Linked DNA regions of Sus scrofa: regions 1 and 3 are each linked to region 2. A link is a contact called in public HiChIP or PLAC-seq data. All regions are on one chromosome and are shown on one strand. The core of a region is the stretch at or near the end of the contact, and the rest is flanking DNA. Distances in the headings are between cores, read along the strand shown.

The links. HiChIP or PLAC-seq counts read pairs in DNA pulled down with a chosen protein or histone mark.
Region 1: a contact with region 2 is called in an H3K27ac HiChIP or PLAC-seq map of skeletal muscle. The contact joins the enhancer-like site here to the promoter of VPS4B in region 2. A contact is called at or near these places in 2 of 5 promoter capture datasets (fetal liver and liver), 5 of 47 Hi-C or Micro-C datasets (alveolar macrophages, embryonic fibroblasts, liver and 2 more) and 1 of 2 datasets of contacts at active chromatin or transcription factors (skeletal muscle).
Region 3: an H3K27ac HiChIP or PLAC-seq map of skeletal muscle shows a contact between it and region 2, with 4 times the contacts expected there. The contact joins the promoter of LOC100156248 here to the promoter of VPS4B in region 2. A contact is called at or near these places in 1 of 5 promoter capture datasets (fetal skeletal muscle), 5 of 47 Hi-C or Micro-C datasets (heart right ventricle, liver, mesenteric adipose tissue and 2 more) and 2 of 2 datasets of contacts at active chromatin or transcription factors (alveolar macrophages and skeletal muscle).

Annotation. Positions count from the first base shown.
Region 1 is chr1:158,510,393-158,514,931 of Sscrofa11.1, reverse strand. It overlaps BCL2 (apoptosis regulator Bcl-2), which reads right to left. Exons shown (of 2, transcript XM_021099593.1): 2 at 1-666. The coding sequence ends at 532. Among named protein-coding and RNA genes, the nearest start is that of BCL2, 180 kb to the right of the region's middle. Within about 2 kb of position 3,166, at least 12 of the 83 cell types and tissues checked have an H3K27ac peak or open chromatin away from gene starts, as enhancers often do. A contact at or near this core is called in skeletal muscle, where this site is marked.
Region 2 is chr1:158,230,195-158,235,020 of Sscrofa11.1, reverse strand. VPS4B (vacuolar protein sorting-associated protein 4B) reads right to left here and starts at 1,982. Exons shown (of 11, transcript XM_003121699.5): 1 at 1,702-1,982. The coding sequence starts at 1,728.
Region 3 is chr1:157,834,072-157,838,687 of Sscrofa11.1, reverse strand. It overlaps LOC100156248 (serpin B8), which reads left to right and starts at 1,766. Exons shown (of 7, transcript XM_003353447.4): 1 at 1,766-1,917.

The DNA of each region.
Region 1 (4,539 bases), core at 1,917-4,416, 280 kb before region 2:
CTCTATTGATATCACAGCCTTCAGAACAAAAAAAAAAAAAAAAAAAAAAAAAAAAAGGCAAAGAAAGTGAATACTTTCTTCCTAACCTCCAGCAGCCAGAAACCTGGCTTCTGGAACAGTCTAGTCCTTTGTCAGTTTGTTTGCTTTTCAGATGGTGAGTCAGTCTAGCCAACAACATGGAACAGAAATCCGTGTTTATAGGCACAGGAGATTCAGGCGGAGCTGTAAGAGGTGGTGGTGGTAGGGGTGGCTTGATAATTAGTGGTAGAGTTCCAAAAACAGGAGGTTCGACGGGGCTGTCTTAAATAAATAAATCTTATTTTTCTTAATAATGTAAAAAATAAATTGTATTTCCCTTTGGCAGTAAGTAGCTGATTCGACATTGAGCCTGAAATCTGTTTTTTCGTTGGTTTTTTTGTGTGTGTTTAAGAGACCACAGCTTCTTTGCATGGTACGTCATTGACACTGCATTATCATTTCTACTGCTTTAGTGAACCTTTTGCATATTTGTTTGTGGCAGGCCCGTGGACTTCACTTATGGCCCAGATAGGCACCCAGGGTGATGCAAGCTCCCACCAGGGCCAGACTGAGCAGCGCCTTCAGAGACAGCCAGGAGAAATCAAATAGAGGCCGCATGCTGGGCCCATACAGCTCCACAAAGGCATCCTGCGGGAGGGAGAGGAGGGGAAAAAAAGAAAATTAGAGCACAGAATGCCAGCCTGTAGGGAGAGAGGCGTCCATAGTGCCTAGGCACCTTGAGAAGGGTGAGGGGAAAGCTCAAAGGTACTGTGGGGGCAATGATTTCAGGCCCCCTCTTTTCACTCTCATTTCAGGAAATATGGAGACCCTACATACCTGCCAGGCACCAAGAGATGAAAAATAGACTCAAAGCTTTTTTTTTTTTTTTTTTTTTTTTTGTCTTTTTATGGCCGCTCCTGCAGCATATGGAGGTTCCCAGGCTAGGGGTCAAATTGCAGCTGTAGCTGCTGGCCTATACCACAGCCACAGCAACACGGATCCGAGCCACATCTGTGACCTACACCACAGCTCACGCCGGATCCTTAACCCACTGTCAAAGCTCAAAGATTTTATGTAATGGAGTGGGATAGACAGTAAACAAAAACACATGTATCATATAGTGTATTAGAGAGTGGTAAGTGCTAAGGGGAAAAATAAAACAGCAAAGGCAGTTAGATATATTTGCTTTGCAATTTTAGCTACCATGGCCATTCATAAAAATAATTTTTAAAAACCCCAACCATTCCTCTGGAGGCTTGCTATATGCCCTCAGAATATCTGACACGCATTATTTTATTTATTCTCATAGCCATCTTATGGAGTCATTTTCTTTGTTCTGAGGAAAAAAAAAAAAAAAAGCTGAGATCATTGAATGCCCATTTCTCAGAGTTGCTGGGGTAGGTTCCATGTCTGGACCCATGTCATTGGACAATGCTCTAAATATTTCTGAATCTATAAAACAGTAAAGGCAATATTTTTAACTTGGTGTGAATAATCAGGCATGAAGAAGAAAATGAGATGTAGTCCCAGTTACCCCCAAAACCTGGAATTAGAGTACAGATTTCAGTATGGGAGACAGTAAATACAGAGCCTTCCCGCATCACTGTGTGGAGGATGGCCTGATGGTGTTCACCGTGTTTTGTCTGTTTGGGGCAAGTACTGCAGTAGAGGGACAAGGTGTCATCTTTGCTTCCTAGTGGTATGCATGGTCTTGGTATGTAGGTGCTTAATAAATGTTTACTCAATTAACAAGTAAAGTTTTCTGAAGCCAATCATTGGTTTGAATTTTGTGTTGGGCCTAATACTTCACCCAGATGCTTACTCTGCCTGCTTGAAATCATCCCTTCTACATACCACAACTTCTGAGAATCTTGCAGTAGTCTCAAAGGTAAGAGTTTAAGGTATCATTAAGGGAACTTTCCACATTGTTAAATATATATGTACACAATTATTTTTCCTGACTGCATAATATTCCATCGATATATCATATATCTGGGTTGTTCTTTATTCAACCAATTCTTTATTTGGATTGTTTAAAATTTTTGCCATCCATCATAAACAACATTATGATACATGTTTGTATGTAAATTATTGTCTACTTGTTTGGATTTTTTTTTTTGAGACAAATTTCCAGAGGTGAACTCAGAAGACCAGTCATCAAAATTGCTTCCCATAGTCACAAACGGTTTGTGCTGAGCCATCCTTGCTTTCTCCCTGTGACCATGGCACCTTTTTGAAAAGACAGGCAAGGGTTTGGGTCAACAGTTCTCACTGGAGATGGTCTTGCACCCCACCCCCGCAGGGGACCTTTGACAATCCCTGCAAACATTGTTGGTAGTCACAGACTGGAGTAAGGATGTTACTGGCATCTAATGGGTCGAGGCCAGGGATGCTGTCCAGTGACCGACAATGCACAGGACTGCCCTCACCACAAAGAATTATCTAGCCCAACATGTCAATAGTGCTGAGGCTGAGAAACCCTGTGAACAAAGGTTTAGAAGAAACTCTGTGATCACAGCCCATAGAAGACCCAATGGTCAATCTAGTGTGCCAACAGTTTTCCTTAAATCAGCACAAGATAAGTTAGCCTGGACAAGTAACTGCTCCCTCCCCAACAAGTGCAGGAGCTCTACCTTCAGATGTACTGGGTTAACTTTACCAGGAGAGGGCGCAAGGGCTTTCTTTCTTAACCTGCTTAAATTTTCCAAGTTTGAGCCTTAGTGCAAAGCAAGGCAATAGACATAAATGAAGTATGGGCTTAATGCCCTTAAAGCAGAACTAATAATCATGATTGTTTGTCAAGACACCTACCTTCTCTCTGTAAAAGTGGAATAAATGGGGCAGAAAGGATCAGGATCTACTTAGAGAAACTGCCTCTTACAAAGTGCATCCCAGGATCACACGGACATACAGCAATCATCTAACATCCCTTCCCCTCCATGCTGTTCTCTCTGAGGGATGGGCGGGCTGGAACCCCTAATAGCCCAGCCAAAGGAGGCCCAAATTCCTAGGAGTGCTGGCCCTGGGCCTTATGCAGTTTGGCTTGACATTGAGAGGGTCAGTGGTTGGATCCTGTATCCCCTTGGTTATTAATGGAGTTTTCTGAGGCAGAATAGGAAACAGACTAAGGCCTTGGCCTTCTGCCCTTTCTGGCCTAAGAGCCACCCTGGAAAAGTGCAGGAAGAAAGGGCAATCTCAGGCTGCTCTGCCTGATGCACGTACCAGTGGGAAGAAACACCCCTCCAAATACCTCCCCCTCTCTGGGCTGGACTAATTCCCTCTCCCAAGCTCTGGCCCCTCATGTAAATAACTGTGTTTCTAATGGACCTAATGGCCCACTTCTGATGTGCACTGGAAGGAAAAACTCACCTCTAAAGTGGGATGAGCTAAAGTGGCATCTCTTAATCCAAAGAATGAGCACAGAGACGCTGACACAGCCCCCAAGAGTCTGGGGACTAGTTCTGAACTTGGGGGGAGGTGGTCTGTGTGAAATCCCAGCTTTGACATTTTATTGCTTATGACCTTGAACAAATTACCCCTCCTTGAGCCTCATTTATTTCACCCAGAAAATTGGTTGTTGTGAAGATAAACGTAGGTGACTCAAAGCCATTTGTAAATGTGGCCCGGAGTGTGAACTATTGGAGGCATTAACTCACTCTCTGTTCTGTCCTCTTGCAAACCTGCTACATCCCTCCTTAAACCACCCTTCCCTCCAGATGGTCTACAGAACCTGCTAGTTCCAGAAGCACTTTAGTAGCTCCCTCTAAGGTGTCTCTTCCTTCCTTCCTTCCGTGTTCTCTTCCTCCCCCCCACCCCCACCCCCCGCCTTCCTTCCCTTGGTGATTTCTATAGAAATTGTGAATTAAAATGTATACATGATGTGCTTTGATGGAAGATTGGAAGCAATAACACACGCTCAACTCTACTTCCTCATAAATTATTAAGTCACGTTGTAGGGCCGAGGTGTGCCCTGAGATCGAATCTGTCCTTTACAGTTTGCCATCTATGATTCTAAAGTGTAAAACAGACCCTGTGGTTTCAGGCATGAAGATCCTAAAAGCTACTTTCATGGAGAGTCTTCTCGCTTTTCCAAACATCCTGATTAGGGTGATTTCCGAAGTCTGTTTGAACAGTCTGTCATTATTTGTTTAAGTTTGAAAGCTGTTTTAAATAAACACATGCTCATTTTATGTATTAAAAGCAACAAAGGGGGAAAAAGAAAACCTGGGACATCATCACGTGACTCGGACCAAATCCCAATCTATATATTTGGGAGGCACAGCAGCCCCTGCTCGTGTCAGGACTGGTGAGGGCTCTGTCCCGCCTCGGGGGTGCACACAGAGATCAGTGATCCATGGGGATCACCTCCCTCGTGACAACCTTATAAAAACAAAAAAGGCAAACCATAGTAACGCAAAACTGAGCTGGATGTTACTTCCACGGAAGTTCAGATTGCCTGCACCATATAGTAAAGATAGCACCCTCTTTTCAGGAGTTCCCGCTATTGCTTAGTGTAAATGA
Region 2 (4,826 bases), core at 733-3,232:
AGTTACACAAGCCTTGGTCGGTGAGAAAGTTATTATCTGAATATTCTTCATCCAAATTTCCTACATTAGAAGGCTGAAAAGGTTGAATGAGAAAGCCCACTTGTGACCCAACAACTGATAAAATTATAACTCATTATAGCTCCCTGTTTAACACTAGCAACTATGCCTTTAACATGGGTCTATCTTGAGCTGATTCGCTGAAGAACATCTACAGTCCAATTCAAATATGATACAACTGATTATAGAACGAAACTGCAAATCTAGCAAAAAAAAAAAATGAGTAAAGAGATGAAAATTGCATTGCAGAATGCCCAAATCACACGCAGTCTTGACAAATGAAAAGATGGTGGATTATGTATAAAATAGATGAGCAACAAGGATATATTGTATATAGCACAGGAAATTACAGCCATTATCTTATAATAACTTTTAATGGAGTGTAATCTGTAAAAATACTGAATTACTATGCCGAACACCTGAAACTAATATGACATTGTAAATAAACTATACTTCAAAAGAAAAAGTTTTTTTTTTTTTTTAAAAAGATGATGGAATGAAACTATGCAGTTAACTGTTCACAAACCAGTAAGGATAAAGGCAAGATGGGCACTTCAAAAGACATAAAACATTTTTATAATATTTTTGGTCGATTTTCAAGATAAAAGTCCCAAACAAGCACCCCAACCCTCTTTTTGGTGACTGTCTCAAAAATTTCTCATCTGGGAGTTCTCCTGCTGGCTCAGCGGAAACGAATCCAGCTAGTATCCACAAAAATCAGGGTTCGATGCCTGCCTCGCTCAGTGGGTAGGGCATCCGGCGCTGTGGTGAGCTGTGGTGTAGGTCGCAAACACGGCTTGGATCCGGTGTTGCTGTGGCATAGGCGCGCAGCTGTAGCTCCGATTCCACCCCTAGCCTGGGAACGTCTATATGTCGCGCGTGCGGCCCTAAAAAGCAACAACGACAACAACAAAATTCTCATCTCAGTGAACCCCATTCCACAGAGATCTAACAAGTCTAAAATCTTAAAATTACAGGATTTATTTACCAAACACGGAGCTCACTATGGTAGGGATGGGAAGGTGAAGTCACAAAAGAGTTTAAGAATATTCTCTGATCTTATATACTACATTTTGGGAGCTGTGAGTGCACATGAATGCGGAACTCAATGAATTCACCGATTCCTCTAAATTCGAGCCTGTTTGCACGTTTCTATTCACCTGACAGCTCTCGAAAAGAAAGGTTTTCCTATACAAACTTGAGAAACTAGGAGAGAAGTCGGACCACCCTACTTTCAACTAATCCAGAGCAGTCGGTGCTTTGGATACATTACAATCTTTCCTTTCTCCCTTACACTGATTGGAGCTTCTGCGCCTCTCGTTCAAATCTGTGCCCAGTTCAGTTTAAACTCGGCTGGCTTTCAAAGGAAAAAAAAAAAGCCACTTCGCCCCCCCCCCAAACAAAAAAAAAAACTTAATGAAAATCAAGACTCCCACAAAATCACTGGGCTTGGGAGACCCCGGAAGCTGGCAGAAAGGGCCTGACCTGCCCACCTGCCGCCCGACGCCGGCACAGCCCTCCTCCGTCAGGCCAGAGGGGCGCGGCCGCTTCCTCTCTCCTCCTTGCCCCCTAACTTCACCCCACACCCTACGCCCCGCGCCCCCCTCGGCTTTGGCTCTCCAGGGGGAGGGAGAAAAGTGATACCTGGAGGTTGGGCGAGGTGGATGCCATGGCGGAAAGGCGATTCCCCGAAGAGGAAGGGAGGCAGAAGACAACAGCAGCAACGCCGAGTCAGGCCCGGAGTTACCCCTAAACGTGCGTAGGCTGGCTGCTCTCAAACCCCCAACAGCGGCCTCCTTTCCGCAACTTATTTGAAAACAGCACCGCGATCTCAAAGCCGCCCGACCCTCCTTACAAAACTTCCGCAATCCTGAACTCCCACCTCCGGCCTTAGAACTTCCGCTTTCGTCATCAACATGCGCACCACCCTGTCCCGAGCCATCCGGGTCTTGCCTCAGTCCCAGGCCTCGCGAGACCGGGAGAGAGGTCCCTGAAGCCTACCCGAGGCCTGGCGGAAGTCAGCCAGCGCGCAGACGCACTGAGACTCCGGCCTGGGGCTGAGGGGCTCTCTGGGGGCTGAGAATCCTTCGGTGTTCTTCCTTTTCCTGATGTCTAATGCTGTTATTAGCTCTGGCTCCTTTCACTCCAGGTCATGGAGCGCGCTCTGTCGGGCTGTGGATGCTGTATGAAAAAAGTGATCCAGTCTTGGTTGGGGACTTTGGGCCCCTTAACACTTACTCTTATGTAAAATGGGGGGAATTACAGTGCCTAACTCCGGGTTGTGAAGAATGCTGGCGCTGCATGGTTAGGCGCATTGCACAGGGATAAGCGAGCGGGAAGGTCTGAGTATGCGTTGGAACTTGTTACTGCTCACGCTTTACAGTTTATCCAACGAACATTTCCCCAACGGTCATTGTCAAGGCTCTAGGAGGCCCGGAGAACTTTAGTAAAAGTTATGTATGGCTGCTGTCTTCAAAGGCATTATGGTAGTCCAATGGGGATGCAGGCTGCTGCACCCAACTCTTATCAGATATTACTTATTCCAGTTATTGTTACAAGGAAAGTTAATGGCCTGAGAGGTTAAGTGCTTTATATGTGATCACAGAAGTCGGGGATTATTGGCAGAACTAAAGACCCTTTTTTCTGTTGTTTGCAGCCACAGTCCTGTTTTTCTTCATCCTTTCTTAGTTTAGCTTCCTAATCCTTTCTAATCACCTGGCGTCTCCTAAATGAAGTACTTCCCTCCCCCACCCCCTTTTTTGACCTCCCTGGTGGCAGGAACCTGAGCTGCAGCAGTGACTAGGCTGAATCCTCACTGCTAGGCCACCAGGGAACCCCCCTCCTGCTTTTTATTGGTATTGTCACTACCCGGTTATTGAAATCTCTTCTGCATAGTGTCCTAGTGTCCTTTCTCTATCCTCTTCACTTTCTACCATTCTTAATTCCTAAGGGTAGAATTTCCTCAAGAGTGCGGCATCCTCTTTCATACTACTCAATCTCTGCTCCTCTTACCGTTTCCTGGGCTCCAGATAACAACAGGATAGAAATGGCTTCCAATGTCAATCTCCAGGCCAGGGTGTGTTCTGCCCAGTATTTAACAGTTCACTCCCAGAGATCTCCAAAAACTGTATAGTTTCCCCACAAGACAAATTCAACACATTGAAAGCCAAATTAATTATACCTCATACTTCCTTCTCTGTCTTGCCTTCTCAGAAGGATATCACCAAATCTCTGTCATCCAGGTTCAAAGATAAAGCCCTCTGCCTGCATCTACCAATGCTTCTTCTCACTCCTCTGTCCCCTTTCAGTTACTGGTAAAATAATGTAAGGACTCCAGCCCTTAGAATGTGAGCACATTGTAGACACTAAATGAAAGTTAAACTATTAAACTGAGCTGCTTAAAATAACTCTCTGGTTCCTTAGTGACTTTTAGACTTGCTTTTGCCTGAAGGTACAACCAGACTCCAATTTACCTTTCAATTCAATCTCTAAAGTTTTACTGAACACCCACTAAACAAAAGTCCACTAGGTATTAGGAAACTTTGAAGATGAATAAGATATGGTCCTTGCCATTTAGGAGTTTACAATTTAGTGGGAGAAATAGACATGTAATGATGAAAAGAGAATTCATTGAGTTATTTATTGAGTAATACCATATGCCAGGGTACTTTAGATGCTGGATATGAACCAAATAATCAAACATTCCTCTTTTATCACCAATACAGAAATAAATCATGTTGATATCATGTACCCTGCCCTCAAATATGCAATGAGAAGAGTATCATCTGTGGTATTTTAGAAAGTTCTTAACCTACATTTCATCATGAGAAAATGCCATAAAAACACAAATTGAGTGTTTTTTTAAAAAATAAATAAATAAATAAAACTTCTACAAAATGCCTAACCAGAATTTTTAAAAAATGTCAAAGAGTTCCTGTGCGGCTCATCATGTAAAGGATCCAGCATTGTCACTGCAGTGGCTGAGGTCACTGTTGTGGCACAGGTTCAGTCCCTGGCCCGGGAACTTACACCTACTCCAGGTGCAGCCAAAAAACAAAACAAAACAAAACCCTCAAACCAAAAAATTTCAAACTCATGAAAAACAAGAAAAGACTGAAAATCTTATCACCAACTGCAAGATACTCAAGAGGCTGACAACTAAATGCAATATGGGATCTTGGACAGCATCCGGGAACAGAAAAAGAGTGGAAAATTGATGAAATCTGAATAAAGTCTGTATTTTAGCTAATAGTATTATACTGATGCCGATTTCTTAGTTTTGATAAATATGCCATGGTTATTTAAGATTTTGGCAGTAGGGGATGTTCAGTGGGAAGTATATAGGAATTCTTGACATTCTCCCTGTGGCCCAACAGGATCGGCAGCATCTTCAGAGTGCTGGGACACTGGTTCGATCCCCAGCTGGCACAGCAGGTTAAGGATCTGGCATTGCTACAGCTGCAGCATAGGTCACAATTGCAGCTCAAATCTGCTCCCTGGCAGAGGAACTCCATTTGTGGTGGGGCAGCCAAACAAGAAAAAAAGAGTATACAAGAATTCTTTATGTCTTTGCAACTCTTGTAAATATTATTTTAAAATAAAACATTTCTTTAAAAATCATAGCCTTTTGTTGTTCTTATTTCCTCTCTTCTAATGCATAGGGTTCTAACACAACATTCTTGGCTAATGAACAGAATGTTTGTGTCTTTATAGCCAGTGTCCCTAGTAATGGCAGAAATCTTTTCTCTTCAATGGAATGTGAGCAATAG
Region 3 (4,616 bases), core at 517-3,016, 400 kb after region 2:
CAAAGTTAGAAAATTAATGGTGCCTTTATTCCATCTGAAATCAACTCATTTCTTAAGAAGCTTTTTCTCATAAGAGCTATCAATCCAAGTTAAGAAATAAACTGAACTTAAAACTATGGAGTTCCCACTGTGGCATGGTCCCTGCAGAAGTGGAAGTTCAGTCCCTGGCTGGATAAATTCCATAGCCCCAGGTGTGGCCATTATGCACACAAAGACAACTTACAGAATGAAGAAAACAGTTTCAAGTTATGCCTAACTCTAAAATATGCAAACAACTTATACAACTCAAATGAAAAAAGCCAACAACGCAATTGAAAAATAGGCAAAAGACCTGAATAGACATTTCTCTAAGGAAGATATACAGGTGGCCAACAAGCACTTGAAACAATGCTCAACATCACTGATTATTAGAGAAATGCAAATCAAAACTACCATAAGATACCACCTCACATCAGTCAGAATAGCCATAATTAAAAAGTCCACAAATTACAAAGCTAGAAGGGGTGTGGAGAAAAGGGAACCCTCCTGCACTGTTGGTGGGAATGTAAGCTGGTACAACCACTACGGAGAACAGTGTGGAGGTACCTTAGAAAACAATACATAGAACTACCATATGACCCAGCAATCCCACTCTTTGGCATATATCCAGACAAAACTCTCCTTAAAAAAAGACACATGCACCCACATGCTCATTGCAGCTCTATTCACAATAGCCAAGACATGGAATCAACCCATAGGTCCATTGATAGATGATTGGATTAGGAAGATGTGGTATGTATACATAATGGAATGCTACTCAGCCATAAGAAAGAACAAAATAATGCCATTTTCAGCAACATGGATGGACCTAGAGACTCTCATCCTGAGTGAAGTAAGTCAGAAAGAGAAAGACAAATACCATATGATATCACTTATATCTGGAATCTAATGTACGGTACAAATGGACCTTTCCACAGAACAGAAACACATGGACTTGGAGAACAGACTTGTGGTTGCCAAGGGGGAGGGGGAGGGAGGATAGACTGGGAATTTGGGGTTAATAGATGGAAACTATTGCCTTTGGACTGGATAAGCAATGAGATCCTGCTGTATAGCACGGGGAACTATAACTAGTCACTTATGATGGAGCATGATAACGTGAGAAAAAGAAATGTATACACACACATACACACACACACACACGCACGCACACATATGTGACTGGGTCACCTTGCTATAGAGCAGAAATTTGACACAACATTGTAAACCAGCTATGATGGAAAAAATAAAAATCATTTAAAAAATAAAAAATAAACAAAAAATAAACTGATTAAAAAACCACACACACACACACACACACACACAGACGCACACAATGGGTCTTCAAATTAGGTGTTTCAAAGCTTTACTCTAAGATTAAAACACGCACCTATAAATTCGTGTTTGATATCGGTAACGCCTGCTCGAAAATTGTTTTGAAGGATGTCCTACCAAAATAGTTTGGAAACGACTAGCTTTAGGAATTCTGGTTTTGCTTTTAGTTAATTTTCAAAGTGGAGTCTCAGTTTTGAAAACACTCTACCATACATGCGTTAAACACGGAGACCGAACATGCTAACCCAGGAAAACAAACCAGTCTCCGAGGGGGTAAAGCCTTCCCCAGACACCCTCTGAGGACCAGGCAATTGTCTCCTCCGCCAAGCCTTCGGCTCTCAGGCCTAGGCCAGAGGATGCCGGCGAGGCACAGCCTCCACCCAGGGTCTGGCCTGGGGATGAAGGAATCAGAGATTGCACTGCCTGCTGCAGTCTCCCACTGGTGTTCTGAGTCACCGCCGGAAGCCTTGCCCGAAATCAAAGCGGAGGCGAAGCATGCACTAAACTGGAATAGCAGCCGCAGCCGCCGCCGCCGCCGCCGCCGCAGCAGCAGTAATCTCCCAGGTACCCGGGCTGGGAGGGCTCTCGAACCCTCGGATTCCCAAAGCGACCGCCTCTAGCTTAGAGCTCCAGCCGAGCCTGGGGAGAAGGGAGGGAGGAAGGCCAGAGACAGACAGTGGGAGCGGGGCGGCGGGGAAATGGGCGTAGAGAGGACTAGAGGAACACGACGGCGGCGGTTATCCAGGAAGGAGGGCTGCGGAGCTGGGATCGCCTCGGACCCCTCTCCTCTACCCCCCGGCACTCTTTCCCCCTGGCCCGCTTTGTCTGGGGCTCTAAGGTTAGTCTCCGAGGCCCAGGCTCCGAGGACCCAGTGCAGGAGCTTGGTGCGCAGACCCGCCCTGGGTCAGAGGGTGGACCCCGGAGTGGGAGTGACACAGGGCCTGTTGACGCCACCGTGCTGCGACTGATTTGCTGGAAGTGAAGGCGCGGCCTGTAATCCAAGCCTGGGCTGTGGAAACTTTTGGGAGAGTGAGGGGGGCAGCGCAGGGTGCAGCCGTCTAGCCCAGAGTTTCTATGGAGCCTTGGGCAAGTTCCGGGATGTGCTGGGTCAACGTCACTTCCAGCACCTCTGCGAGTTCCCTCTGCGATCCAGCTTATTGGGTGTACCTCTCCTCTCTCCTCTGCTCTTTCCTCCTTCTCTCTGTCCCTCCCTCCCTTCCCTCTCTTTTTCTTTACATATTTATTGCATTTCTTTTTTCTTTTTTTCACATCTTTCATCTGTTCTTTATTGCCTGCTTCCGCTCAAGCTGGAAAAAACAAATAACAAAACAAACCCCAAACCCATATTCTGATTTGTCTCCTCCTCCGCAGGCACAGTAGTTAACTGAATCAATTCCACACTTTCCAGGTACTTATCAGCCCTCTGGCTCCTACTTCTCTCTGTCCAGGATTTTCTAGCCCAAATGGCCTCCTCCTGGGTCCAGCCTGGGTGCTACCCTCCTGTCCTCCTCCTCCAGCTCTGGCCACTTCCTGCCCCTGCTTCCCTAAGAACATCCCTGATTGTTGGTCTCAATCCCTTGTCGTTTTCCTCTCTCTACCTGTAAAAATTCCCTAGAACAGGGTGGATTTTTTCCCCCTTATTCCACCAATTTGTACATTCTAAGTAATTTCATCCATTCACTTAGAAGCTCCTGGAATCAGGGTGCTGATGGCTCCCAATCTCTCCATCTAGAACCTCCACTCATTTTAAGTCTCCTACTTATGGTTACCAACATCCCTTGGCTGTCTTGTTTATGAGATCCCTGGGAAAGGTATGTTCCACTTATCTCAAATGGAAGGTAGCACCTTCCTCATTCCAAGCTAGCTGCTCAAATAAACCTCCTGTGATTCATGGCCCACTCTGAACAAATTCATTCTGGGTGTGTGTCCGGGGTTGGGGAGTGGAACAGGAGTGGAGGAAGGCATTCAAAGCCACCAGGAGAATGATGCTGCATATAGTTGGCCCTCCCCTCTATCAGTGGTTCTGCATCTGCAAAGTCAACCAGTGGCAGATTTAAAATATTTGAAAAAAATTCTAGAAAGTTCCAAAAAACAAAATTTGAATCTATTTCCTTTCACTACTATTTACACAGCATTTACATTGTATCAGGGATTATAAAACATCTAGAGATGATTTAAAGTGTACAAGAGGATTACAGGTTGGACAAGAGGCTTGTAGGTTAGATGCAAATACTACATCATTTTATATAAGGGACTAGAGCATCCTGAGATTTGGCATTGGAGGGGGTCCTGGAACCAATCCTCAGTGGATACTGAGGGACAACTACTTGAAAGCAGAAGGCTTGCTCTTTTGGGTGAATCTGTTAGTTTTTTTATGAGACCTGAATATAGTATTTAATTGTCCTGACCTTGATGGTTCATCTGTAGAAAGACAACTAATTTAATGCCATTTTATTGGCTGGGAATCAAATCTTTTCACTGGTGTGAACTGGGTCACATCTGAGAGGTGCACTTGTTTGTGACTGTGTGTGAAGGTGTGTCAGTGCTATGGAGGAGATGCTAATGGAAATACTCTGCTGCTGACCAGCACCTAGATGTTGAGATAGATGGAGGTGAGCAAATGAGAGGAAGAAGGAATGATAGGAGAAAGCAGAAACAGACATTTGCAATTAAGAGCAGTTAAAATGTAAAGATGAAATTGATGTGATATTCTAGTTCATTCTTTTGCCAGACTGGACAACCACACACACACACACACACACACACACACACACTCACTCACTCACTCACTCACTCACCAGCCTAAGCTTATACTTGCCTCACCCTGGCTCCTGTGAAACAAAGAATGTTGCCCACCATCCAGTTCTACAAGGATCAAGTCATTAGCTGACCTACAGTGCACTGTGAAAAGAATTCAGAACAAGAGACAGGATGAGGCACTTTGTGCTTTGGGAAAACAAGTTTCTTAGGTAGAGATATGTCAGGAATTTTTTTTTTTTTTCTTTTTAGGGCCATACCTGTGACATATGGAAGTTCCCAGGCTAGGGGCTGAATTGGAGCTACAGCTGCTGACCCATGCCACAGCCACAGCAACTCGGGATCTGAGCCAAGTCTGCGACCTACACCACAGTTCACAGCAATACCAATCCTTAACCCACTGAGCGAGGCCAGGGATCAAACGCACATCCTCATGGATACTAGTTGGTTTCGATTCTACTGCACCACAACAGGAACTCTCACAGGAAAAAATGTTTAGTGAAACC